Linked DNA regions of Gasterosteus aculeatus: region 1 is linked to region 2. A link is a contact called in public Hi-C data. All regions are on one chromosome and are shown on one strand. The core of a region is the stretch at or near the end of the contact, and the rest is flanking DNA. Distances in the headings are between cores, read along the strand shown. Region 1 overlaps fto (FTO alpha-ketoglutarate dependent dioxygenase). Region 2 holds the start of irx3a (iroquois homeobox 3a).

What was found. A called contact is a pair of places that touch in the nucleus more often than the background predicts.
Region 1: a contact with region 2 is called in a Hi-C map of whole body, with 1.8 times the contacts expected there. The contact joins the enhancer-like site here to the promoter of irx3a in region 2. A contact is called at or near these places in 2 of 6 Hi-C or Micro-C datasets (tail fin and whole body).

Annotation. Positions count from the first base shown.
Region 1 is chr12:18,849,179-18,855,466 of fGasAcu3.hap1.1, forward strand. The region is part of intron 8 of fto (FTO alpha-ketoglutarate dependent dioxygenase); the gene reads right to left. Among protein-coding and RNA genes, the nearest start is that of irx3a, 57 kb to the left of the region's middle. Within about 2 kb of position 3,028, at least 3 of the 9 cell types and tissues checked have open chromatin away from gene starts, as enhancers often do.
Region 2 is chr12:18,790,471-18,797,000 of fGasAcu3.hap1.1, forward strand. irx3a (iroquois homeobox 3a) reads left to right here and starts at 4,868. Exons shown (of 2, transcript XM_040166330.2): 1 at 4,868-5,617; 2 at 6,228-6,530. The coding sequence starts at 5,399.

The DNA of each region.
Region 1 (6,288 bases), core at 1,778-4,277, 57 kb after region 2:
CGTCCTTCAACAGATCTGCCTGCAATTATCTGACAAAGGGATCTCGCGACATTAACAAGGAAATGGAAGGCTCCCGGGTTACCGAAGATATGATGAAAGATATCAGGACTGGAAGACTATCAAAGATAATACAGTGTAGGTAATTCAGCACACACTTTTACACGGTGCACAGAGTGACGTCCCTCGACTGCTAAAATGGAACCAAACAAAAAGTCAATACCAAGCGAGGTGCCTTAAGCTCTCCTGGGCTCTCGCTAGAAATTCAGTGGAAGCCACAGTGGCGTACAAACGAGACTTTTCCCATGGCAGAGCGGCCCACCTTTAAAGTTAAGGTCAAAGACAAAGGGGTTTTTTTTGGAGGGAAGGAGGTGTGTGGAGTTGGGGTGTGTGTGTGTCAGGAGGCAGCGAATGTGTTTGTGAGTCCGGGCTGTTCCAATGGATTAACCCCAGACAGATATGGGCCTAACTATCCCATCTGGCGCTCGGTCAGGGGAGATTGGCAACGCAATCACTCATTTCAATTTGCCCTGAAACCTTAGAGCCTGGCAGGCCCCCACTCAGATGCTATGCTAATGTGAAAGGTATCTAGGATTCTATCGCCTCTATTCCACAGAGGCCGCTCCCTCCACGCAGCGCGCTGCACTTGAACTGCGGCTCCGTGGCCCCTCGCTGCACTAAGGTCCGGAGCCCCCCCTTTGCGCTCAAACTAACCACTTTAGCTAAAGTGAGTGTTAATTATGGACAGGCAAAGCAGTCAATAAAAGGTTAATGCAAAAGCCAAAGGATAAATTCCTTTAAGCATTGCATCATTCCACCATCTCCGCGACCAACACACTGCTCGCAGGTCTCCTAATCAATACGTTTTACTGTAATGCGCTCCCCATCGATTTCCGCCCCCCCCCCTCTCCCCGCTCGACGGTTCCAGGGCCCATCACTTGGTTAAAGGAGGGGAAGAGGAAAGTGAGGGAGTGAATAAAATGATTAACCTCGGTTTCACTTTGTTGTTTCACTCTTAGTCTCCCTCTGGAAGGCTTGTAAGAAGAGTGCAGGGCGGTCGGGTGTCATCAGCGCCATGGCGACCGTCACAATCATCAGCATCAGCAGCATAGTCGGCCCGCTCAATCTCGGGCCGGTGTGTAATTGTGTAGCAGTTCGCTCAGGCGGGGCCATACATTAAAAGCCCCTCTGCTCTTAACAGGATGGAAATCCGCCTAATAGACAACATCAGTGCTTTCAACTCTTGCAATTACACTGATAAATGCACAATTGTGTCAAGCCAAGTGAAAAAGAACCCGGAGAACATAGATAGGAGACAACGCTTATTGCATTATTGCTACAGGGGGTCATTTGTAACCACGTGGGATTAGACGGCTTGCCCTGCTTGACTCTGGACCTCATTTTTAGGAAAAGGGTGGAGTCCCGCCACGCTAATGGAAAGCCTTTGCGAAAGAACATACAGAGGATCAGATACCCTCTCTAAACTTCATGTTTTATGTAAGAGCTATGAGTTTTTCTATGAAGTATCCCAATAGCACCTTATCACAAAGATAAAAACAGATACAAGAGTAGTTAGACGTGGCTCTTGTTTGAATGGGCATTGCAACATCTCCAAAACATGTGCCAGGCTAAACAGGACAAAACAATAAAGCCTGTGTTAAAGTGAAACGGCACAGAACATCAATCAATCATCCTTGTTTATGTAGAGCTATAGTATCCGTCTACCTCAGGTCACCTGCCTCCCCATGCTCGGCCCTCGCTCCATCTAACTCTGAAGCAAACTCGTGCAGGTGTGCAGTTTTATGGTCTTGGCAACCCGAGTGCCCGATAGCTGAGAATGCAATCAAACAAGTCATGAAAAAACAGGCATGTGTCTCATAAATCAGCCGTTCCCTGAAAAGGTAAGGCATGCAGTCATGTTGCAAGAGGGAAGAAAAAACAAAAAAGCACACTTATCCATGTAGGTTTTTGTGTCTGTGCAGTGTTGAGTGAGAAGTGAGTGATTGAGCACATCTGTCTTTGTATATCATGCAGATATATATATGGGTAAGAGTGAGACAGGCAGATAGCATTTATCGACCTACTTATCTTCCAACTGTCTTGTGCAAGATATTAGTGATGTCATGCAGAGGGCATGCATGTTGCCGGGAGACATTAAGAACAAGCCCCGACCTGTGACGCGTCGAGCTTCGGATCTCAACCCACACCACCCAGGACTCTCAAAGGTCCTGTGAACTCTCAGGGTTGTCCTCATTAGAGCCCGAACAGAACCTCAGATCCCCACCCACCATCCCAAACTCCCATTATCCCAATCACTGCCATATTCAGCGTTAAACGTAAAGTGGTGCAGAATGTGAGCCAGCCAGCCAGCCAGCCAGAAAGCGTGGGCAGCGCCGCGTCTTAGCCGTTTCCTCAGGATCAATTAAATGCTATTGTGTCTGCAGACAGCTGCTGACTGTGCACTTTGCGAGTACGTGAGGTGGGCAATTGTGGAGAGCGAAACAGAGAGAAGGGTGGGGGGGGGGGGCGTCATCAAATGCATGACATATGTTCCTTTCATTTTGATTCTCTCAAAGGAGCCTAATAAAACTAACATCTGATGCACTCCTTTTCCCTTTTAATTAATGGTCTTGGAAACCACACAAAAATGCATTAGCAGGCCGTGAGGAGGAGGAGGAGGGGGGGTGTTTCTGCAAGGAGGTTGGGTGCCGCGTCAAGCTTCCAACACTCGGCACCACGTGCCGCAACGGCCACAGCGCTGATGGGAACAATAATTCTCCCGAGGAGCGTGGGTGCCTTTGGGTGGGCCTGTGAGGAGTCCCTCTTGCCAGCTGCAGTCTAGGCTGCACATTAAACCACATGAAACAAATAAGTACTTAATGGCATATCCGGGGCCAATTGGAATGCGGGGCCCTGAGTTTGCACCGAGGGCATGTGACTTACAAAAGCGCCGGTTGAGTCAACAACAGAAACGGAGAAGGTGCGTCGTACCTGCAAAGTCCCTGCCTGCTTCACAGCGGGCGTGTTTGATGTGGCCTGGCTGGCTGGCCGCCCCGTCTAGAGCAGGGTGAACCAGATGTAACAGCAAAACACACACAAAGCAAGGTAGCCTCAAATTGCCTTCATAATTGGAGGCAATAAAACACTATTGGAAGTCTGGAAGTGCAAAGGAGGCAGGCCCCTGAACTACAGCTACTGCTCTCAGGAAACCAGGTGGACGTCCATTAGGTGCTTAACAGCGTAACAAATTACCAAACACCCGGGCCTGCTCCCTCTCCTCCTCAGGCGAGGGGATGGAATGTGGCCCAATGTCAACACAGGCGCAAAATTTACAAGCAGACAACTATTGTTAAAATGCAATCAGGTTCTAATAAAACAACGAGAAAAAAAAAAAAAGGCAGGAAAAGGACAAACAGATAGGAGCCTCCTGGCCGTTGACTCTGCCGACAGCGCCGGAGAGACGGATCACCCCCCGCAGCTGTGTGTGTGTTCAAGAGAAACAGTCACAGTCAGAGTCCATATGTATGCGTGTGTGTGTGTGTGTGTGTGTGTGTGTGTGTGTGTGTGTGTGTGTGCGCTCCAGGCCCACTGGGGAGGAATGAGGGAGGCTGCGGCTTTTGGCCCACCAGCCACCTGTGCCAGGCTAGAGGCCAGCGCAACAGAAGCAGCTGGCTTGGAGGAAAATCCCTGGAAAACAAACGTTTACTTTCGGGCCTGCAAGTACCGACCCAAAGACAACACCAAGTAGGGACGGCCGCCCAGCTCAACAAAGCAGCCCTCTCCGTCATCGCCACAAATGAGCCACACGTGGCCTAAAAACAAATATATAAAACTACTACTTTCTAAAACTAATTAGAACTGGTTCTGAAGAGACACTGACGGCAGTTTTTCCTGATGACGCCGTTTGTTTATGAAGCCCTGGAGAGGGATGGAGCAATAAGAGGGGTGGACGACGAGGGTAAAGGGGTTACGAGCCCGCGAGTGATCGCACCTTTTCGCGGCTCAGCTTTCGGAGGCCGTAAATCTGCTGTTGGGGAATCAGGAAGAGGGTTACTGTGGCGTTGGGAGCGCTAACTCTTACGTTTTCCCGGGCAGTGGCACGCCGCCGCTGTGAAAGCTTGTTCTTGTAAAACGATCATTTTTAACTCTCATCCAATCCTCCCCCCACCTCCCCTCTCCCCTCCTGGCCAAGCGTCAGTGCCTCGTGGGCATCATCTGAATGGTGCAATAAAGCGGGTGATGGATGAGGCTTGCCTCGGAAGCTATACAGCTGAGCCATGGACGACACCTGACCCCAGTCACATGATAGGGTCGATTCATAATTCCCACCTGTCTTCAGGTGACGGTGGCGGGGTCAAGCGGCTCCGGCTAATTATAGTCTTTTGTGACTTCAATTGCCCGGTTACAAGTCATCCCTCTGTGGCTCCAGGGGACGTGGTGTTAAGTTCTGAAGCCTTTTTGTAACGCGGAACTGTGAGATAGAAGTTTTGAACAGTTGCACCACAGAGATTGGGTTGCAGAAACACGTGACTGCATTGAAAAAAGCGACACACTGCATGTGTTGTTCCCCTTTAAATAAAGCGTCAAAACAAACAGTCACCTCTTTGTGTGTGTGTCATTCTTTGTATAAATATGAGATGTGGTTTAAACTGCATACGTAAAGTCCCCTTATTGTTGCCATCACTTGTCATGATTAGATCACATAATAGGCAAACCAGTGACGGTAGAAACGCCCTACTGAAACTGCCATGAAGCATAACCCTCATAAATTGGACATGTACAGGCGGGGCCCTTTATTATGACGAGACATTCTTGTAAAAACAAACAGCCAATGTTAATGTTAATTCTGTAATTAGGACCAAAGCACATAACTGTTATCTGACTGTTTTTAATGTTTGTATTGATGGAGAGGCAACGTATGTTCTTTTGACAGGTCACCAGTCGGGATCCCTCTGAGCTTTCTTCTACTGTCAGCGTTTTGCACCTTCAGACAAGTAATCTGAAAAAAAAAACTTTTAGTCCATGTTTGACTGTTCTATTCACAGTACAGAAGAAACTTCTGAATTCTGAAAAGGTCAGGCGGGATATAAAGTAACTTATTAGCACGTTCCCTTTTTTCCCCCCGAAAAAAAACGCATAGAAAAAGTCCTAAACTCTGTGTAGCTCGTCATCCGAGCCGGAGAAGGCTTTTGTGTTTGCAGCGCAGCCATGTGAGTGTGTGTGTGTGCGCACGCGTGCGCGCTACGCGTCCATGCCAGAGGAGTGCATTCCGCCAGGTGTTTGAACTTCTGCATCACCTGGTGCTCCCGCTGCGTGAACACGAGTTTTGTTTCACCCTATTAAGTAAATAGTGTAATTAAAGGGCCTCAGCATTTAAAATGCTGTGAACAGCCAGCAATTTGTTTGGAAGAGCAGCCAGGTTAGGCCCTGAGGCGCCGCACCAAACAGGATGCAAAGAGTGCACACGGCGAGCCAGGGAACGCAGTATGGTGGGGTGTGTGTGGGTGTGTGAGCACATCGGTACCTGCCTATGAAGATGAGTCTGTTTGTTTAGGCTTGCGTATGCAAAATATTCATTGAAAGTTGTTCGGGGTGTGTGAGAAGCTGTTTGTGGTCTAACTGGTACTTAAAAGTGTTCTGTTTGTAGTGACAATATCAGGGCTTGAGGAAATAACCGTACTACTGGCAGAACCACGGGGCTGTGTTGCGTTCAACACAAGGCCTTTTGTTTATAGTGGCACGGGGCGTTGTTCATGTATGGGAGTCACAAAAAAAAAACGTTGGTGGTAAAAGGTGACACAGGCTTATGACAACACAAAGCGCCAACCGCAAGCAGAGTTTGGCACAACCGATCAGAGGGATTACAGGGGAAGTTGTAACAGAGATCAACTCTTCATTAGATTCCTCTTTAAATGATTTTCCACTGTGCAAATGTTCCCTGCTCTGCAGCACCGAACCCAGCAAAGATGCTTCTCAATAAAGTCTCCGCATTTACTGCTGATCCAGGGTCAGCTGTGGGGAGTAGGAGAGGGATAACCTCTTTCTGAGCCCCGTAGAAGCCCAGATGGCTGTGTGCAAGTGCCGATCCCAAAACTAGCTTACAACTCAATCGCTGTGGCCACATCTTCCAGTCCACAGTTTAACCCCCTTCGATGTCAGCCAAGGTCACAGATGCAGGCTTGAGAGGCAAAAAGAGCCGGGAGTGAAGTGCTGCCAGAGTCAAAGGAATTAGACCCAGGCTGAGTGGCCCTCATCTGGCTAAGCCTGGTAAGTAGCAAGACTAACAGGCTG
Region 2 (6,530 bases), core at 3,618-6,117:
CTTTTCAAATAAACACACGGGCAAATCATAGTGACTCAATTTCAACAGATATGGACAGTTGGAAAAGAAACCTGTATTCACTGACGGACGGTTTAGTATTTTGGGGATGTGTGTTGTTATTTAAGCAACTTCATTATAATGTTAAATGTTATAAGGGCACATGCATTCTCATATTAGATAATATGGGCTGTATGTTTTGTTTTTTTGTTAGCAAAACCGCGCTGTCATTATCAACATCATCATCACAGAGCACAGTGAACTCTCAGTGGCCTTCAACTTTTAGTCTCTTCTCTCTGCCTTTCCCTCGCCCTCCCTCTTCTTACCTCTCTGCTGCTGTCACCTCTCACAGAGCCTGGCAGCATCAAGCCAGCTTGCATTTTAATTTGGCCCTGAAGTTACTTATTTCATTATCGATCATCCGTAATGCTGAATCAATGTTCATCTTGTTACGTGGGCCATACCCGTGTAATACAGTGATAGTGGGGCCTGGAGTTACTCATTCCCTTTACAAAGTGACTTTACCGTAAAATCAATGCCTTGTGTTACTGATACAGGGCAAACTGCAGCAGATGGAGCGAGCGTGAGTGGAAACAAAAATACTCACCTTCAATGCAACATCGTTAAAAGGCATAACAAATAAATATGGTAGGAGTATTGTGTAGTTTAACACATTACAATTGGCTCGGGTGGGATCAATGTTATGAACTATATCGATGCTAACGTTCTCAGCTGATATCAGTTGGATTTAATGCTGTGGTTTGTGTTTTTAAGAATATCGCCGGGAAGATGTATACATTAATTACATTTGACATGTTTTGCACAGGTCTGGATTATTTTACACTGATCCCTTGACACAGCACGACCATATGATGCTGAGAAATATAAATCATTTAATATGGTTTAATCCGGATTAATGGAATGACCTTTTATTACAAAAACAATGACAGTTTAAAAGGAAGTATAAGAATCCCTTGGGTCAATATGATTTACATGTATACCAAGAAAGGTTCTTAACCCTGTTATTGTGACCTGTCCAGGCCAAATGAATTGGTAAACAAACCCGAATACCCCAAATATTCTTTTTTCTAGAACTTCCGTATGTCTATAATCTGGGTTATAAACACCCTATAAACAGTGTAAAAGTCTATATGCACATTGCACATTGTACAGAACGTTTAAGTTGCTGTCCATCTTAAAACCTGGTTCAGGACCAGAGTCTAAAATGGATCTCCAACTCAATACACTTGCTCAGCCTGACGGCCTGACATTGTAAATTTAGTAGTAGCCTACAACCTGAACTCAACAAGTTAATGTAAAACACTTGCAAGGCAACGCGTTAATTTACGCTTTGATCCGATGTCCTAACCCAGTTTAATAAGTTGCAGTCCATTGACTATTAATTTGTTTCCAAATGGTTTGAGCAGGAGAAACCGTTCCAAAATGCTTTACTTTGGCTATCTATTTAATATGCATGATTGGTTGGTGTAATGTAATTAAAATCACACTATTGAAATTATTCTAACACGGAAAAAAATTAAACTTTAAATGTATTTCAAAGTACACTTGCTTCTGCTGCTAAGAACAATTAATTTTTAGAAACTAATTCATTTAGTGGATTAGGCTTCACTGTTCTTTAAACACTGCGAGATTTATTGGACCTTTATTTCACCCTAATGGGACACGAGTTTCAAAGAGCTTATTTGGAGATTGAATGTGTTGCAGTTATTTTTGGGGTTACCCACAGATTTAACTTTGAAAACCGCTGAGGAACATTTCTGATTAACAACAACAGTATGTATATTCCCAACAGCTAAGGATAATTGCTTTGCAATAAGAAATGACAATACCAATAGTCACTTGTATTAATTACACTCAGACATTTCCTGCATGCATTGCATTTGCCCTGCCCAACAGCTTTTGATGATCACATTGAAAAGCTGTGAATCACCCCGGCAATATGTCCTAAATAATATGTACAGCGGAAATTCTCCCGAAACTGACGATGCCAAAATTCTGGTGAGTAAAAAAACTCAGCAAATACCGCTGGCTCTGGTCCCCTTTCAAGAACTGCTGAACAAAACGAGAGCTGCCTCGCCAAGCAAGAAATCTCTCTCATGCACACACAATTACACACACATACACACATATAAACGCACACGTCAAACTTCCAAAAGCGTACAACGGTCATTAATTGCCTTTTTCTTTTTGATAAAATGTGTTTTTAGTCTTCTTTTTTTCCACTGTCACGGCATAGCGTTGTGGAAGAGATCTAAATGTGAGATTTGAAGCTCCTCTGTTTGAAGCCTTTTGATCTCGGCTGTTTTGCGGGGCCCCCGGTTCTTCCTTTTGCGACGTGTCGCCGGGGCCCCGTGTATTGCATAAGGAACGCCTGTAAAGCGACAGGCCGCGCTGCGCGTTGTGCTTTACGAGAATGTGTCATCTGCATAAATACCGTCAAAGAGCTCTTTACAAAACGGCCCTGCGCATTCGCATCGGCCTCTTTTTACATGACCCACCAATAAGATTGGCTCCCACGAGTCTGGAGAAGTCATTCGAGTTGTTGTAAGAAACCATATGATAATAATGAGAAATAAAAATAATATTAAAATATCGATAGCAATAGGTCCAAAAAGATGTAACGTGGTGGTTTGCATGGGCTGAGTTTTGGCCTGTGTGTGTGTGTGTGTGTGTGTGTGTGTGTGCGTGCGCGCGGAAGTCCAGCTGGGGTTAGTTTACTGTTTACTGAGACTCTCTGGAGGAGAAAAGGGGGGAGCTGCGTCTTAATGCTTTTATGGCCACGCTAGTTTCCCGGGTCGGCGTGAAAGTGTTAAGTTAGTGCGTGGCGCGTTTGATTGGAGGCAATAAATCAGACGCAGTCCTTGGCGTGGGTGGAGTGGAGGAGGAGGGGGGGGGGCGGGGGGGGGGGGGTCGCGACCGACCGACCGACCGTCGTCCCGGGTACGAGACACGTGTCCATCCGGACTCGGAGCGCTGCTTAGTGGACACCAGCAGTCAGACACCTCGCTCAGAATTATTTATTTTCTCTCTCGCTCCTCGCCCCTCCCTCTCTCCCTCCCTCTCTCTCCCTCTCTCTCTCTCTCTCGCTCTTTTTTTTATTGTCGTTTTAAAGTTCTTCTTCTACACACTTACGCATTTATCTTTAACCACCCTGCACTTCTCTGTCTGGACCCCCTCCGTTTGCAGGTCGATCTTACGTCTCTCTTAGCGTGCGTGTGGGTGTGTGTGTGTGTGTGTGTGTGCGCGCGCGCGCATGACCGCGTGTGTTAAGTGTGCGCGTGCTATTGACTGCTATGTAGTGATTACCATTCCGGTCGGATGGCACCAGCAAGCCGCTGTAATTAATAACCCCATAATCCGGGTTGGGGTGGATGTCGGCGAAGAACACACACAGATTCAGGACAGAGTTTTACAGACACAAGGCGTATCCGTATGGGGTTGTTCTATGTATGAAATTATAGCTGCTATTATCCCCCCCCCCCCCCCCCCCCCCAGACAATGATAACTATCTGCTTCCAAAGAAGATTAAAGGTTTATACAAGTTTAGAATTCTTGGAAACCGGGATCGCATTATCAAAACTACACATGAGATTGATGAGATTTCATCCCGCCGTCAATAATACGTTAAGACTTATATTCATATAAAGTGGGTGGAATAATGATTCAACCTCTGCAGTTGTTTTGCGAACGATTAACAAAACAGATGCTGGTATAAAATCGGTTCAAATGCGATTACGGTTGTCCCGTACACACTTTTGTGTATTGATTCGCGGAATTTCAATTTTGACTCCCTTGTTTTGTTTTAATCCGAATTATTTACAAGAAACATCAGGTTGCATCAAAATTATCGAATGGATTTTCTTCAAGTGCAGTCTGTCCGGATGATCGTTTGGTTTTAGAGCGGATTTAGAGACAAGTATCTCAAACGTCTTGTTTTAAGCTTTGTACCGAGCAATCTGTTTATTTACTCGGTTACACCATTGCTGTTATTATTACTATTACGATCACGTGTCATTATTATGGTTATTGGGTTCGTTAATAATAACAATTATAATTTTCAAAATATATTTTTTTATTTATAAATATGTTTTGCTCATTCTTTCTGAAGTCAGAGTATTGTTTCCCCCGGAATACACATCTTCAGGCCAATCCACTACCTTGTTTATTACTCGTCATTGTTGCTGCTTTGCACTTTACTCTTCATTAACAGTGTAATGCGCCCATCAACAGCTCCCTCTTTGATGTCAAGTAGCTGCATGCGACCTGTTTGATGTCCTGAATTGACTCCGATTCGCCCATAACGCCTCCGAACCGGTGTAGGAAAACACAGTCACGGTGACATAGTGATGGATTAAAAAGGTGTGTATAGCCTGTGATCCACGGCCAGGACAAAGCGTGAGCACCGCCAGTAGTTAAAAACATATTCATTATTTTCTGATTTTTTTCTTGTGATTTAATAGTTTTTGAAACTGCCAACTGACATGGTTTTTTTTATTAATATAGAGGAATGTCGGTTTAAAAAAATGTGCGTGAACATTTTCCAATTGTTACAAGAGAGGGAACTAATTTTACTTTTTTTTAACCGATGTACTCGAGTGTCCAAGAATAAAAGTGCACTTTTGTGTTAAAAAGAAAACTAGAGACGAAACAAAAGAAGAAGTTAATCAGTCGTAGACATCTCACGGCTTACTGTTGTGCAAACGGGCAAAATTGAGAATTAACACAAACAATGCGGTGGGACGGACTCGAACAACAAACAACAAATGAAATAGATTGGCGAGCCATAAAATGAGATTTGAAACCCCATTCAAATAAGAGCTCGCGACGTCAGCGCACTTATCCGAGAAGAGAGAGCGAGGGAGGGAGGGAGTGAGAGAGAGGAGAGAGAGAGAGAGAGGGAGGGAGAGAGAGAGAGAGAGGGAGAGAGAGAGGGAGGGAGAGAGAGAGAGAGAGGGAGAGAGAGAGGGAGAGAGAGAGAGGGAGGGAGAAAGAGAGAGAAAGAGAGAGAGGCTGGTCGGCGAGCGGTGGATATGAGAGGGGTGAGATTTGAGAAAATGGGAGGGGCTTCTAAACGACTAGAAATGTCAATCTGAGCAAGGCAGTCCCAATAATCTAAAGCAATCTGTAAGGACCTGACCTTAGTCCATCCAGATCAATAGGGAAGTGCGGGTGGAAAGAAGAAGAAGAAGAAGAAAAGCAAGAAATAAGGGGCGCAACCGGATCGTTTACACTGGCTGCTACCGAGGAAATATAGACTTCCCTTGCTCGCACCTTTTGTTGCCCACATGCTCACACTGTAAAAGTGGATATCGAGGCAAATCCTTTGCTTTGTGTGATCGCAGCAGACTTTCTTCTCCCCCCCCTCCCCTTCCCCGCCGCCATGTCGTTCCCACAGCTGGGATATCAGTACATCCGACCGATATACCCGCCGGAGCGCCAGGGGATCGCCAGCAACGCCCGGGCCGGGACGGAGCTCAGTCCGTCCGGCGCGCTCTCCAACGTCCTCTCCACTATGTACGGATCTCCTTTCGCCGCAGCAGCGCAGGGCTACGGAGCGTTTCTGCCCTACTCGAACGATATATCAATTTTCAATCAGCTGGTGAGTCACTTTTGGCCCCCTTTCGAAGTCTTCGATAGAACTTTTTTGTTGTTGTTGTTGTTGTTTTTTTTATATTGCTTCGCAATTCAAATGAAAATAAATGAACAGTTCCGCAAGAGACGTTTGAGCGTCAACTTTTTGAGCGATGTGGTTAAAGCTGAGAGAGGTAGGGGGGGGGATCTATTTGTAAGTCAAAAGTGGTTAAAAAGTAACATATTAACAAAGTGTGCATAGGACTTATTGTTACATCATTCCCTGAAAGTTATGTTTATAAAAGGCTGCGACGCGCTGTGACGGTTTACACAGGCCACGCAGGGGAAGACGTGCATTAAAGTAAAGTAAAGTTTTTCGTTGTAAATATACAGAATATTTCAAATATAAAATAGTTGTATTTAGTTGCCACGCTTTTGGTAGAAAAAAAAACGTGTTCAAGTTAAATAAAAATAAAAAATGTTTTGGGGTGTTGTTTGTTTACACCTCAATAATGACCTTATTTTGTTGCATTACTCTAAAATCCCTTCCCGTAATGTGTGGCTTGGTCAAATGTATGATGGGGAATAATTAATTAAGTCTAATAAATCCCTCTGACTGTGATGCTTTGTCTTTGCAGGGTGCTCAGTATGAACTCAAAGACAGCCCCGGTGTCCAGCACCCGGGCTTCGCCCACCATCACCCTGCGTTCTATCCATATGGCCAATATCAGTTCGGCGACCCGTCCAGACCCAAAAACGCCACCAGGGAGAGCACCAGCACCCTGAAGGCCTGGCTGAGCGAGCACCGCAAGAACCCCTACCCGACCAAGGGCGAGAAGATCATGCTGGCCATCATCACCAAGATGACCCTCACCCAGGTGTCCACCTGGTTCGCCAACGCCAGGCGGAGGCTAAAGAAGGAGAACAAGATGACCTGGGCC